Regions from separate parts of the Zea mays genome. Here all the other regions are linked to region 2. Evidence: chromatin contacts called from public Hi-C data. All regions are on one chromosome and are shown on one strand. The core of a region is the stretch at or near the end of the contact, and the rest is flanking DNA. Distances in the headings are between cores, read along the strand shown. Region 1 holds the start of LOC100383821 (Bifunctional riboflavin biosynthesis protein RIBA 1 chloroplastic). Region 2 holds the start of LOC103653663 (polyadenylate-binding protein RBP47). Region 3 holds the start of LOC103653664 (RING-H2 finger protein ATL5).

Region 1 (3,824 bases), core at 1,281-3,780, 470 kb before region 2:
TATACTTCTTGCGCTCATGGTGCTTAGAAGCGATGGATGAGTTGGAGCTTGATGAAGTGGAAGGTGACGACAAGTCGGTCTCGTAGTAGACCACCTTCTTCATCTTCTTCTTCTTGTCGCCCTTTCGATGCGTCTTGTTGGAGGAAGAGGATTCCTTCTTATGCTTGTGGCCGGACTCCCTTGAAAGGGTTCTCCCCGAGCTTGCGGGCTTGTCGCCGGTCACGATCTCCCTCTTGGCATGATCTCCCGACATCACTTCGAGTTGTTAGAATCTAATGAAGCACCGGGCTCTGATACCAATTGAAAGTTGCCTAGAGGGGGGTGAATAGGCGTAATATGAAATTTACAACTTTAAAATCACACTACAAGTTGGGGTTAGCGTTAGTACTTAAATCAAGTCCAGGAGAGAGGGGAAAACAAATCAAATGGAAATCAAGCGAATGAACATGGTGATTTGTTTTACCGAGTTTCGGTTCCAAAGAACCTAATCCCCATTGAGGTGGTCACAAAGACCGGGTCTCTTTCAACCCTTTCCCTCTCTCAAACGGTCACCTAGACAGAGTGAGCTTTCTCCTTAATCAAACGGGTCACTTAGACCCCGCAAGGACCACCACACACTTAGGTGTCTCTTGCTTTGATTACAAGTCACTTTGGAACTAGAATTAAGAGGGAAGAAAGCGATCCAAGCAACAAGAGCGCAAATGAACATGAACACACACTCTCTCAAGTCACTAGGTGGTTGGAATGAATTTGGGACTTGAAGAGGCTTTGATCTTTTGATTTGTGTCTAGGAGTGAATGCACTAGCTCTTATATTGAATGAAAACTTCAGAAGACTTGGATGCTTGGAGTTGTGGTGGTTGGGGGGTATTTATAGCCCTTAACCACCAAGAAGCCGTTGGGGAAGGCTGCTGGTCCGGTGCACCACCGGACTGGTCCTGTTCACTATCCGGTGCGCCGCCACGTCACCCAACCACTAGGATTCGGGAGCAGTCGACCGTTGGCACCGTTGTCTTCTTGTGTCACCGGACAGTCCGGTGCCACACCGGACAGGTACTGTTCACTGTGCGGTGCGCCTTTGACTCTGCGGCTCTGACTCTGCGCGCACTGTTCCTCTGTCAGCCCCTTTTGCAGTCGACCGTTGCGCGAGTTAGCCGTTGCTCCTCTGGCACACCGCACAGTCCGGTGAATTATAGCGGAGCGCGCATGCTGAAACCCGAGGGTGGCTGGTTCAACCCTGTATGGCCCTGGTGCACCGGACACTGTCCAGTAGCACACCGGACAGTCCGGTGTGCCAGACCAGAGCACTCTTGGTTTCTTTTGCTCCTTTGAATTTGATCCGTAACTTGAATATTTATTGGTTTGTGTTGAACCTTTTTGCACCTGTAGAACATGTATTCTAGAGCAAACTAGTTAGTCCATATATTTGTGTTGGGCATTCAACCACCAAAATTAATTGTGGGAAAAGGTTAACCCTATTTCCCTTTCACTCTCTCCCATCATGCCTTCACCTCCGCGCCACCCCATTCTCGGCAGAGGGAGTAGGAGCATGCGCCTCCTTCTCGTATTCGTCCGACACCAGCCCCGACACCGACTCGCGCAGTGGCTATTGCACGTCCACGAGGACGTTTCACATCATGTGTGCACCATCGTTTTCGCCGTTGTCGGACGTCCCGTTCGTCTTCCCGGCCTTCACGCTGTTCTTCCTCCCCAGCCTGCTGCCCCCGCCCACGGTCGCAGCCGCGAGCCGACCGACGCTCGTCGACACGGGTACGGTCATGCTCCTGGCCTTTCTCCGTGCGTGCCGTCGAGGAGGGCATGGTGACGCCTGCCACGCTTAGGTTATCTTGGCGATGAGGAGTCCAGGTCTGAATATTGGACAACCAAGGCCCGTAGCGTGGCAGCGGTCGGCATATGCTACGGAGTTGGTGGTGGTGTTGTGTCGCTTCGGCGAGTCTAAGGCTGGGAAAACACTTGCATTCTCTCGTCCTTCTCGGATTGACGTCTGGTGCGTGTGCCTCTCAGTTTGGAGCTGCTCCGGCTGGGGTTCTTCCTCCGCTTGCGTGCTCTCTCCCTATATATCTAGCGGTATACTATCTATGTCGACTCCAGATGTCCAGGTCTTCGTCGTGTCCTTCTTCGACAACGAACATGTATGTCCGCTTCTTTCCTTCCCCTCATGCTCTACGAAACCTTGGAAGTGGGAGAGACGAGGGATGGAGGTCTCTGATTTGCTGTCTATGGTACTCGTGCGTTCATAAAAAATATTATGCGAAGAGCGGAGACAATCAATAAAAAATCTTAAAATCTTTTTATAAATAATTTATATGGATATTGTTATGAGCCGTCGCAACGCACGGTTAACCGATTAGTTTATACTAATTTTTAACTTCTATAGCAATACATAAGCGTATATCTAGTCTTTTTTAAAATATTAAATTTATAGTAACAATTTAGATAACACTTTCGTCTCAATTGCCATCTATTCGTCTCCCACCCCACCCGCACCAAACCCCTAATCACCACACAACCAAAACCCAAACAACACGTGTCCTCCTACAATTGCCGACGTCGCCGTCGTCTTCGCCAGAGCAGCGCCAGCGGTAAGACATTCCGGCCCGCTCCCGCTCCTTCCCGTTGTCTCGTAAGCTGCGAGGAATCCCCAGCTCGTCTTGCCCCGGTTCGGCTTGTACTAGATCTCGCGTTCCGACGGGGCTTCCCGTTGTTTTTTTATCCTTGCTCCTGGATTTTATCAAAATTCGAGCTAGTTTGCTTAATCCGGCGCGCGCTCTGTTGTGGTTCCAGGTTGTTTTGTATCTCCTCGTCGGACCCAGCGTTCCAGTCGAGCATGGCTTCGATTCCGCCTCCGTCTTCCTCCGTCGCTGCCCTCACCCGCCAACCGTAAGAAGCCCTTGCTTGCGCGCCCTTGCTGGTTCGCATGTTTGCGCCGGCTCGGTTTGTTCTTGAGGAAACAGGACGGAGGGTTTGCTCCTACTGGCATTTGTTTCTGGCTCGGTTTGTTGATCGTCTTTGATTTGGTCTGCTTTGGAACACAAAAACCGCAACCAAAGTGCACGTTTTTGTATGCCTGATATAATCTGTCTCAACCTGTGTGAACTAGTCAGTAAACTCAATAATTGGTGAAACGCAGGAGAACATAGGTACAGCGGGATACATTTTTTTTTCACTTGACAGTGATGTGAAAGAGTATCCTTGGGAGTCGGAACTCAACTAGAGATTTTTTTTGCGAGAATTCTAACGTTCATTCGTAAGGCTACACTCGTTTGGGTGTTTGAGAATGATTGTTGGTTTCTGATCGCCTGTTTGCTACAACGCAGGGCCCAGTTCTTGAAATGGTGCAGTGTATCCAAGGAGACAAAGGCATCGGTCTGCAGTTTCTTGGCTACAAATTCAAACAGCACTAGGGTGAAATCAGTGGGCTTGAGAGTAGCATTATCCTTCAAAAATGATGGTGGTTATCCAGCTGACGGTTTCTCTGGGAATGGCAACACGCTATTGCCAAAAAGCACATCCGTTCGTGGCGAGGACCATCCGGTTGCTGATCCTGTACTCCCAATGGATTCAATGATGACGCCAGAAATCCTCTCTGCTAATTTGGCACTTGTTATGGACAAGTTCTCAGATGATGACACAGATACTGAACTTGATTTGGATAGCCCGACAGAGGGCTTCGCGTCGATTCCAGATGCCATTGAGGACGTACGGCAAGGAAAAGTTAGTACATCTTTAAATGTTCTTATGATATCTATTACTTCCATCTTAAAAAAAAACTCAGCCCGGGAATGAAAGACCACCCTCCTAGTA
Region 2 (4,074 bases), core at 1,054-3,553:
ATATACTTTTTTTACTTTTTGCGGAACATATTTAGCTCCCAAAAGCATTTTGCGTCGCTATATACTTTTTTCACCTTCCGCAAACATATTTTCCCAAAAAAAACTAATGATGAAAGGCATGCATGAGAGAACTTTCCAAGTCCAACAGCAAGTAAAGTAGAGCGAGGCTAGTAATAACTCTTATCAGTAAACAGATGCGCTTAAGATAACCAAACCCACTAACAAGTGGAGCATACCGTCCTGTTAGTAGAGTCAACATGAGATTGCCTTGGTGGAGAAGTGCCAGAATCACCTAAAATAAGCAACTATAAAATCAAAAGGCATGTCAAATGGGAAAATTATGTTTAAAAAAAACCTGCACACCAGCCGATAGAGCCCCAATTACTGGAGTAGATGATAGGAAAACCAGGCCCCCAAAATATGACCTATTTGAAGATGTATGCACGATGCATGTAGTAACATGTTACATCTACCCAAAATATTGAAATATAACCACCACCTTAAAAACTCATAGCATTGAGCAATAAAGAATAGATATGCCACAAAATTGATTGTTACAACTCCCAGTTATATGTGTGGAACTCATTGCATATTTGTAACAGGGAAATTTCTATGGTAGCAATAAAATTCTCAACAGATAGCATTGACTAATATATAGTCAAGATCATGGAATATGGAAAAAAGCATTATAGATTTGTAAAATAGTAACTGGAGTCACAGCCTAAATAAAAAACTTCAATTCTGGAAATACCTTGAGATCTTCTAGGAGTCGCTGGTCCTACACGAATTGGTCTTGTGGAACAGTAAACACCATTCATTTCAGTCATTGCATGAATTTTGTCATTATCATCTCCAAACCTAACAAAGCCGTAGCCTCTAGAACGGCCTGTGTTTGCATCAATAATAACTTTAGCTCCTTTCACCGATCGGTATTTGTTAGAAAAAAGTTCCAGCAACATCGCATCAGTAACATCAACAGCCAAATCGCCAACAAATATCGAGTGATCAGACGAAATTTCCGAGCGTTTTTCTCCCATACTATATGATGCCCAGTTTAACTTAAAAGCCCGGTCAGTATTAGGCATTACGTGACCAGAAAAATTCTGCAGTGCCTTCTCTGCTGAAACGTGAGTATAAAACTCTATAAAACCATAACCCTCAGAAACTCCCGAGTGTCTATTGCGAATGACTTTAATATTCACCACCTACAATAGCAGATGAATAGTGATACAGCAATTAGTAACGCATGGAGAAAATGGTAACGTAATGATGGAGCAAATCTCTCAAAGAAAAGACAACAAAATCTTACTTGATGCAGCAAAGAAAAGGGTAAACCATTTAAGCCAAACATAGTGGTCTTAACTGAAAAACTGATGACTTCACTACCTTATAACAACACAATAGCAGATAACTAGCTAATTGGCAATCAGTAATGAATGGAATAAAAGATAGTTAGTGGTAGAGCAAGTCTCTCAAAGAAACACAGACATTCGTGAACAATATATTAAAGTGATAATCCATTTAGATCAAATACAGTAGCCTTAACTGAGAATGTGACTACGTTGCTACCTTACCAACACAATTCAACAGAATAATATCACATATTCCTTTTTCGTTACCAAACCAGGATTTGCCGCAAAACTACGCCACTAAGCCTGTTACAGCACAGTATAGACGAATCAACACTAAGCCATGGAATAAACCTAGCTGGATTCGAGAGATCCAGTACGGATAATGCTGGATCAGAGGAGGAGCAGGCTCTGTGAGAGAGAAGGAACCTCGCCGCTAGAGCCGAAGCAGCTGTGAAGATAGTTTTCGTCCATCCAGTACTGCAGGTCGCCCACCCAGATGGTCCGGTTATCCTCGCCCCCGTTCCCGCCGGATCCAGTCGGCGGCGGCGGTGTTACCGAGGACGGCGGCGTAAAATGCTTCACAAACTGCAGAGAAGGTGGCGGCGGCGCGGCCACCATGGGATGGTGTGGAGGAGGGTATGGGATGACCACCCACCGCGGTTGCGGCATATGGTGATGCGGATGCAGTGCGTGCGGGTGAGGCGACGCGGCCGCCACCGCTGCCGCGGCGTGCGCGTGGGGGCGGGAGGGCGCCGCCGCCGCAGACGCCGAGGCCGGGGCGTCGGTGGGGGCAACTGCCGCTGCCATCTGCATCGCCGCCTCCGGGGGGTGTGGCTGGAGCCGGGAAGGGGCGGCCGCGTGTGTCGAACTGTCGAAGCTCGCGGGGGTGGTCGGATGGAGGCGGAAAGAGAGGAGAGAGCTCGTGCGCAGAGGCTGACGCTACATTTTTATATGTCGTTGCTGAGAGATCTCGGCCGTGCGATCTAGGATTTCGCGATGGCGCGGCCGTTCGATGGGTGGGCGTTGAAGACACTGACGCATGGGCCCGGTAGGGTACGGAGTAGGAGATTTTAGGGAATGGTCGAATGGGGTGGTGCGCTGGCGGCTGGCCGCTGGCGCTGCTGCTACTTTTGTGGATATGCGGGCATGCGGCTGATGTTTTGCTATTTCTGGACGAAATGTGGCTCAGTTACCAGGCAATAATAGGCTGGGCCGGTAACTGGACTTGAAGTGACTGTCTGTAGATTTGGAACCAGTCGCATTAAAAAACATGGAATGCTACAAAATCATTAATTTCAGTAGCAGATTACGTGAAAGTAATTAGCATGACGTTTGGGCATGTATAATCTATGGACGAAGCTAGTCTTTAGATTATAACACGTAACTATGGTCATGATTGTTTCAGCTTTTCATAAGTTCTGGCCACCAAAAGTTGATGTTGAATACCAAATACCCAACTTTTATAAAACTTGATTTGTTAAAAACTATCCAAAATCAATATAAACACATAATTCGTCGAGTTATTGTAATAGTAGGAATCCATTACTTTCTAGATCCTGAACCCTATGAATATATTCATCTTCCTCCGCACATAATTCTAACGATAATCAAATTCTCTCCACAATCAGATTCTTCTCACAGCCAGATTCTCATAAAAGTTGGTCAGAAAAAAGTTGAACCAAACAGACCATATATCTATAGCACTATATAATTCACCAGTTTAAACTTTACAAAACACAGAATCAAATCATCCACACAATCATATCATCCATTATATCCACCAAACAAATTACATCATACTTAACACAAAATCAAAACCAACGATTCAGATCGATGGATAACATCTTCTCTCTTACTCAAATCCATGTACAATATTATTTGGATCTTACATCATCACTCATTCCCCCTCGTCATCGTCGACCTCTCTCCTCCATCTCTGGGATCATAGCGTTAGCACGGACTATATGCTAGTATACAATAGGTTATTTATTTAACTGTTTGCAAGGTATTTAATGCTTGCATATAGACACAATCCATTTTAGTATATATACTACCATGTTGCTAATTTAATATGAAATGGAACAAACACAATAAGATGAAAATGATTATAATATTTCTTAGAACTATCCACATAAATAATATATTATATATTTATATAACATGCGGTAATGTAATTTTCAGTAACCAGATATAGCATAACATGATAGTAGCCTAAACTCCCTTATAAATTCGTCTAAAGGCTTGTTTTGATCCAAGAGTTAAAGCAAATTGACTAAAGTTTAGCTCCTCCTTAGGAGCTAAAAGTGACTAGGATACTTTTTTACTATTTTAAACTCACTTAACTAACTTGGAACAACCTAGAGCAAAAGCGCAATAGTAGTCTAACTAACCTAAAGCACTTCGCAAAATACCTACGCTAATCACCTAGAGCAAAAGAGCAATAACGGTCTAACTAACCTTAGAACAAAACCTATGCTTTCTCTACTAGCTCTTTAATCTTCCGCATTTACTCTCTCTCTCTCTACTTAAGTTGCAATCTCTACTCTTCTTAGTGTATAATATAAAGGATTGGAACTTAGGTTGCATAACTCCTTTTGTGGTAGAGATAGCAACACATAGACAAAACTTAGTTTGCACATTCTAGATTGCTTATTTACATAGGTTTTGTTCTAAGGTTTATTTTGTGGCCTAGTTAAGAAAGAAGTTTTTAGAAGTCCTAATT
Region 3 (4,208 bases), core at 36-2,535, 320 kb before region 2:
AGGCTCGACAGGGTTAGGGATTAACCCTAGACACATGTCGCCGCCGCACTAGAGAATCACCGGCTGCCAGACCCCAGTTGCTGTTCACAGCATCCGCCCACCGCCGCCATTTGCAGCAGCAGTGCCAACGCCGTTCTCTACAGTAACTGTGCCACGACTGCTCCTTGCAGCAGCGTCTCCGCGCGGTCTGCCGCCATGTGCTGCCATCTCCACGCCCTCCTCCGGCAACGATGCACCAGCGTCCATGGGCCCGAAGCCATTGGGAAGCCCCGGCACATGCCCGGTGCGGATCCAGCCGCGGCTTGGAGCCGCCGTCGCGCCCGCGGTATCGCTCATCGGAGCCCTCCATGGGGAAACCACCTCAGTGGTTACCGCCGCGGCAGGAGGAGGTGTCGTCTCTGGCGGTGGAATGTTCCACCCGTGCACCGGGCAAAACCCCGGTGGAAACTCAGTACCAGCAGGGTATGCCATCGGTGGTGGGATGACCTGCAGCGGCACCGGCTGGAGGAAGTCCGTCGGTACGGGTACGAAAACCGTCTCCGTGGCCCTCGGCACGCGCACATGACGATGATGAAACCCTGCAACGCCGCTGCGGAGGAGGCTGCGCCGTATGGCGGCCTGGAGACGAGCGCGAGCCAGGATGCCGAAGCGGTTCCCACGACGGAACTCGCGAACCACAGCCGCTGTCACCATGGAAACCACAAGGTTGATGTTCGGCATCTCACCTTTTCTGGTTCTTCACGAACTCCGTCTCTTCTGCGTTGGTTGCTTCTCTTCTCTGTTGGTTGGAGCGAAGTGCTGATAACGTGTTTGGAGAAATGACGAAATGGAGAGAACTGATCTTTCATTAATGACTGTGTACACATATATATACATCTTGAACATACGTGAAACTGCTATCTCAGACAGACACAACCCTTCACTTGTTAACTGCTTAATCTAGATTAGTGGACGAGATTAATCCACGTCACTGATCCTCAACAGTAAGGATAGAACCAAGACAAATTTTAACAGTCGATGCTAACCGTCCATATATCTAGTCGCGTCAGCGGTCGTTAAAGACCGAAGTTAATTAGAACCGGCCTTAACATGTAGCCGTAGGTAACTAGGTCATGATGGACCTGTGTGAGGCTGAGCCAACGGCCTCCAGGCCCAGTGGCCCGGCGGTCCCCGACTCCCAACAACCCCCGCGTAGCCTGCGTGGCTGTGTGCGTGCCTACGGCAGCCATCGGCCTCGGTCAGCCAGTATTCCGTGCAGACTGCAGACACAAAAGTCACGCGTGTCGGCGTCGTGACGCCATCGCGCGCTCGCGGGCAATGTTTTTCCCACACGCACCGCGTCGGGCAATGTTTTACGCGGCCTGTCAAGGACGCCAAGAAGTTACTGCCTTTCTCCCTCTCAGCGCCTCAGCGGCGTTCCCGTCTCCTCGTTCTCTCGCTCACCCGGCTCCGTCGGCCATGAACACACGAGCCAGCGCGCCAAGCACCGGCCACCGTCTCCGGCCTTACCTGACCTGACCTGACCGGCTGCATCGATGGTTCCGCAAATACCCGACCCCTGCGACGACGATGGCCAAGATCACCGGTGCCCGCCTGCTGCGGCTCTACCTCCCCCGTGGCCTTACCCTCCTCTTCCTCCCCCCGCCTCCCACGGCCGCAGCACCTTCGTCACGGCTCTCATCATCGCCACCTCGGTGCTTGTCTTCCTCGCTCTCTGCCTCTCCATACTTGTCTTCGTCCGGCGCAGGCGGCTGCGGCGTCGTCGAGAGGCGCTCCTTGAAGCCGCCTTGGCACCGGCGGCGGCCGCCACCTTCCCCGACGAAGGCGAAGGCGACGGCGGTCCCGGCGGAGAGGTCGTGCACCACGTGTGGCACATCCGGACCGTCGGGCTCGACAACGCGGCGATCGAGTCCATCGCGCTTACGCGGTACTGCGCCGGCGGCGTGCTCGGCGCTTCCGACTGCACCGTCTGCCTCGGCGAGTTCCAGGACGGCGAGCTCCTCCGGCTGCTCCCCAAGTGCGCCCACGCGTTCCACGTTGAGTGCATAGACACCTGGCTCCGGGCCCACGTCAGCTGCCCGCTCTGCCGCGCCGACGTGATGGACCCAGGCGCCGCGGCCGCCGACGCCGACGCCGAGCAACCCCCGGGGACCGACGCCGCCGACGCCTCGGCCGAGCGATCCGCAAGCAATACCCCAACCACGGAACTGGAGCGGCTCGATCAGCAGGCCAACGAGCACCACCAAGAGCTGCGAGTCCAAATCGATCAGCCCGACCACTCCAGCTCGCTGGAACTGGAACGGCGACGTCGGCAGGTTCGGCACCACGGAGCACGGGCACAGAACTTCCGGCGGGTGGCTTCCATGGACTCGCGGTCGCCGCCGCCGGTGTCAGCCGAGGTCGATCCTGAAGGCGAGCCGGCCGGCCGCGAGGAGCAGGGGACATGCGGTGCTGTTTGCTGCGAGGTGTCACCAGAGCCTGCTGAGCTGAAGAGGTCATGGTCCGCCAGCAGCCGGTGGACGCTCCTCTAGCGGCATTGCCGCGCACGCAGCTCGCTCCTGCCGCTGTGATGGGACGGAAGATCTGTATCTTGTTTTTTGCCTGCCACTGATCACGCTTGTTTCTGCTGATACTCTGTACAGTTTTCAATTTCAGCGCGGAGGTTCGCTGAACAGTCACACCTGCATTGTGGTGTTCAGCTTGCTTGTTCTTTGCAAGATTCAGAGGAATGCTTCGGCTGCTGTATAAAAACTCAAATATGTCCTTCCTGTAACTGAAACTCCATCTGTTTTATATTTCTTTTTTTCTTTATCCGAGCTCAGCGTATCTCTAACTGGAACTTGAAACTGTTTCGATACGAAAGTGATCTGTAAATATTGATATGATTTTTACCATTCGGCATGATGAGAACACGATTTCCGAGCTTCGAGTCCTGGCGAGCAGCGGACACTGCTAGTTCACGGAAGCGTGATCCTCAAGCACGGAGTCCCTGTTAGGTCATGTTAGGAATTTATGCATTTTTAGATTTAATTTAATTTAAAATATAGCGTAATAAAATAAATGTGATGACAAATATATATGTGTGAATAATTATTCATAGTAGTAGTAAACAACAAAATAACATGCACAAAAATAACAAACTGTAAGTACCCTATGGATGGACCAATGCTCAAGACAACAGTGACTCCATTAACACGAGACATCTCGTATGTATGTTCGATGCAGTCGATCAGAATTCAACATAGGACGATGTTCGCAGTGTAGTCCCGCGAAAAGGTACCCGGAAGAAGATGAACGGGTCCTGCGAACAACCACCAGGAAGGAGACGAACGGGTTCCCACGAATAAGGCGATGTTGATTTCACGATGTCACACCCAGGTTCTAGGGGTCCCAAAACCCGGGCGCAAAATAATCACCAAGTGTGCTGGGACCAAGTCTCACACATATGATGACTCATGGTATAGAAAAGAATGCCACACTTTACTATATAATATGAGTTCTGTACAAAATAGTTAAATAATTATATCATGCGAAGACAACGATCCAGCAACACAAAGTTGACTGGGAGACGACGGCCTAGACCTCTCATGAACTCATCGCAGCATCCTTCATGCACCTCATCTTGCGGTCTCTGTTCTTGACCTGGGGAAATGTGAGTATAATAAGGGTGAGCTCACATACGTTCATCGCTCAACAAGTTGTGGGGAATAATGTGCATGAACTCACCAAAGGTGTGAGCTCATGTGAAGTGTAAGGCTTATCAAAGGAGATGGTTAAAGCTGAGCATTGCTTTTAGAGTTGGTCAAAATTTTATTAGCAGTTACTAAGTATAAGTAGATACCAACCCAAATAAGTAAGAGATCAAATTGATAATAACACCCGAGATGCAATGCATATGATAGATTAAGTTTAGTTCCCTAAATTAATCATGCGAGTGTCATGAGCTGCTTATGATTGCGAGCACGGCTGATATACCAGTTTTACACTCTGTAAAGATTGCACCCTTTACCCACAAGTCGTGTATCTCGTCTAGCCAGGGTTAGCTAGACCCTTAGACACTTCTGAGGTGAATGGCTACGGATCCACTACGAGACCTTTTCAAAGTTCCACTAGCTTCAGAAAACCCGCTACAGTTTCTAGGGAGCGCAATATAGGAATCCCCCATCCGAAAAGTCATCGCAGCATGATCGATGTTGGGGCGAAGGTGA

What was found. A called contact is a pair of places that touch in the nucleus more often than the background predicts.
Region 1: a Hi-C map of leaf shows a contact between it and region 2, with 6 times the contacts expected there. The contact joins the promoter of LOC100383821 here to the promoter of LOC103653663 in region 2. A contact is called at or near these places in 3 of 25 Hi-C or Micro-C datasets (ear, leaf and tassel).
Region 3: a Hi-C map of bundle sheath shows a contact between it and region 2, with 3 times the contacts expected there. The contact joins the promoter of LOC103653664 here to the promoter of LOC103653663 in region 2. A contact is called at or near these places in 7 of 25 Hi-C or Micro-C datasets (bundle sheath, ear, endosperm and 2 more).

Annotation. Positions count from the first base shown.
Region 1 is chr4:128,251,697-128,255,520 of Zm-B73-REFERENCE-NAM-5.0, reverse strand. It overlaps LOC100383821 (Bifunctional riboflavin biosynthesis protein RIBA 1 chloroplastic), which reads left to right and starts at 2,530. Exons shown (of 8, transcript NM_001319060.1): 1 at 2,530-2,602; 2 at 2,805-2,900; 3 at 3,338-3,734. The coding sequence starts at 2,848.
Region 2 is chr4:127,780,831-127,784,904 of Zm-B73-REFERENCE-NAM-5.0, reverse strand. LOC103653663 (polyadenylate-binding protein RBP47) reads right to left here and starts at 2,303. Exons shown (of 6, transcript XM_008680491.2): 1 at 1,779-2,303; 2 at 752-1,205; 3 at 237-292. The coding sequence starts at 2,165.
Region 3 is chr4:128,095,728-128,099,935 of Zm-B73-REFERENCE-NAM-5.0, reverse strand. It overlaps LOC103653664 (RING-H2 finger protein ATL5), which reads left to right and starts at 1,285. Exons shown (of 1, transcript XM_008680492.4): 1 at 1,285-2,907. The coding sequence starts at 1,536. The coding sequence ends at 2,531.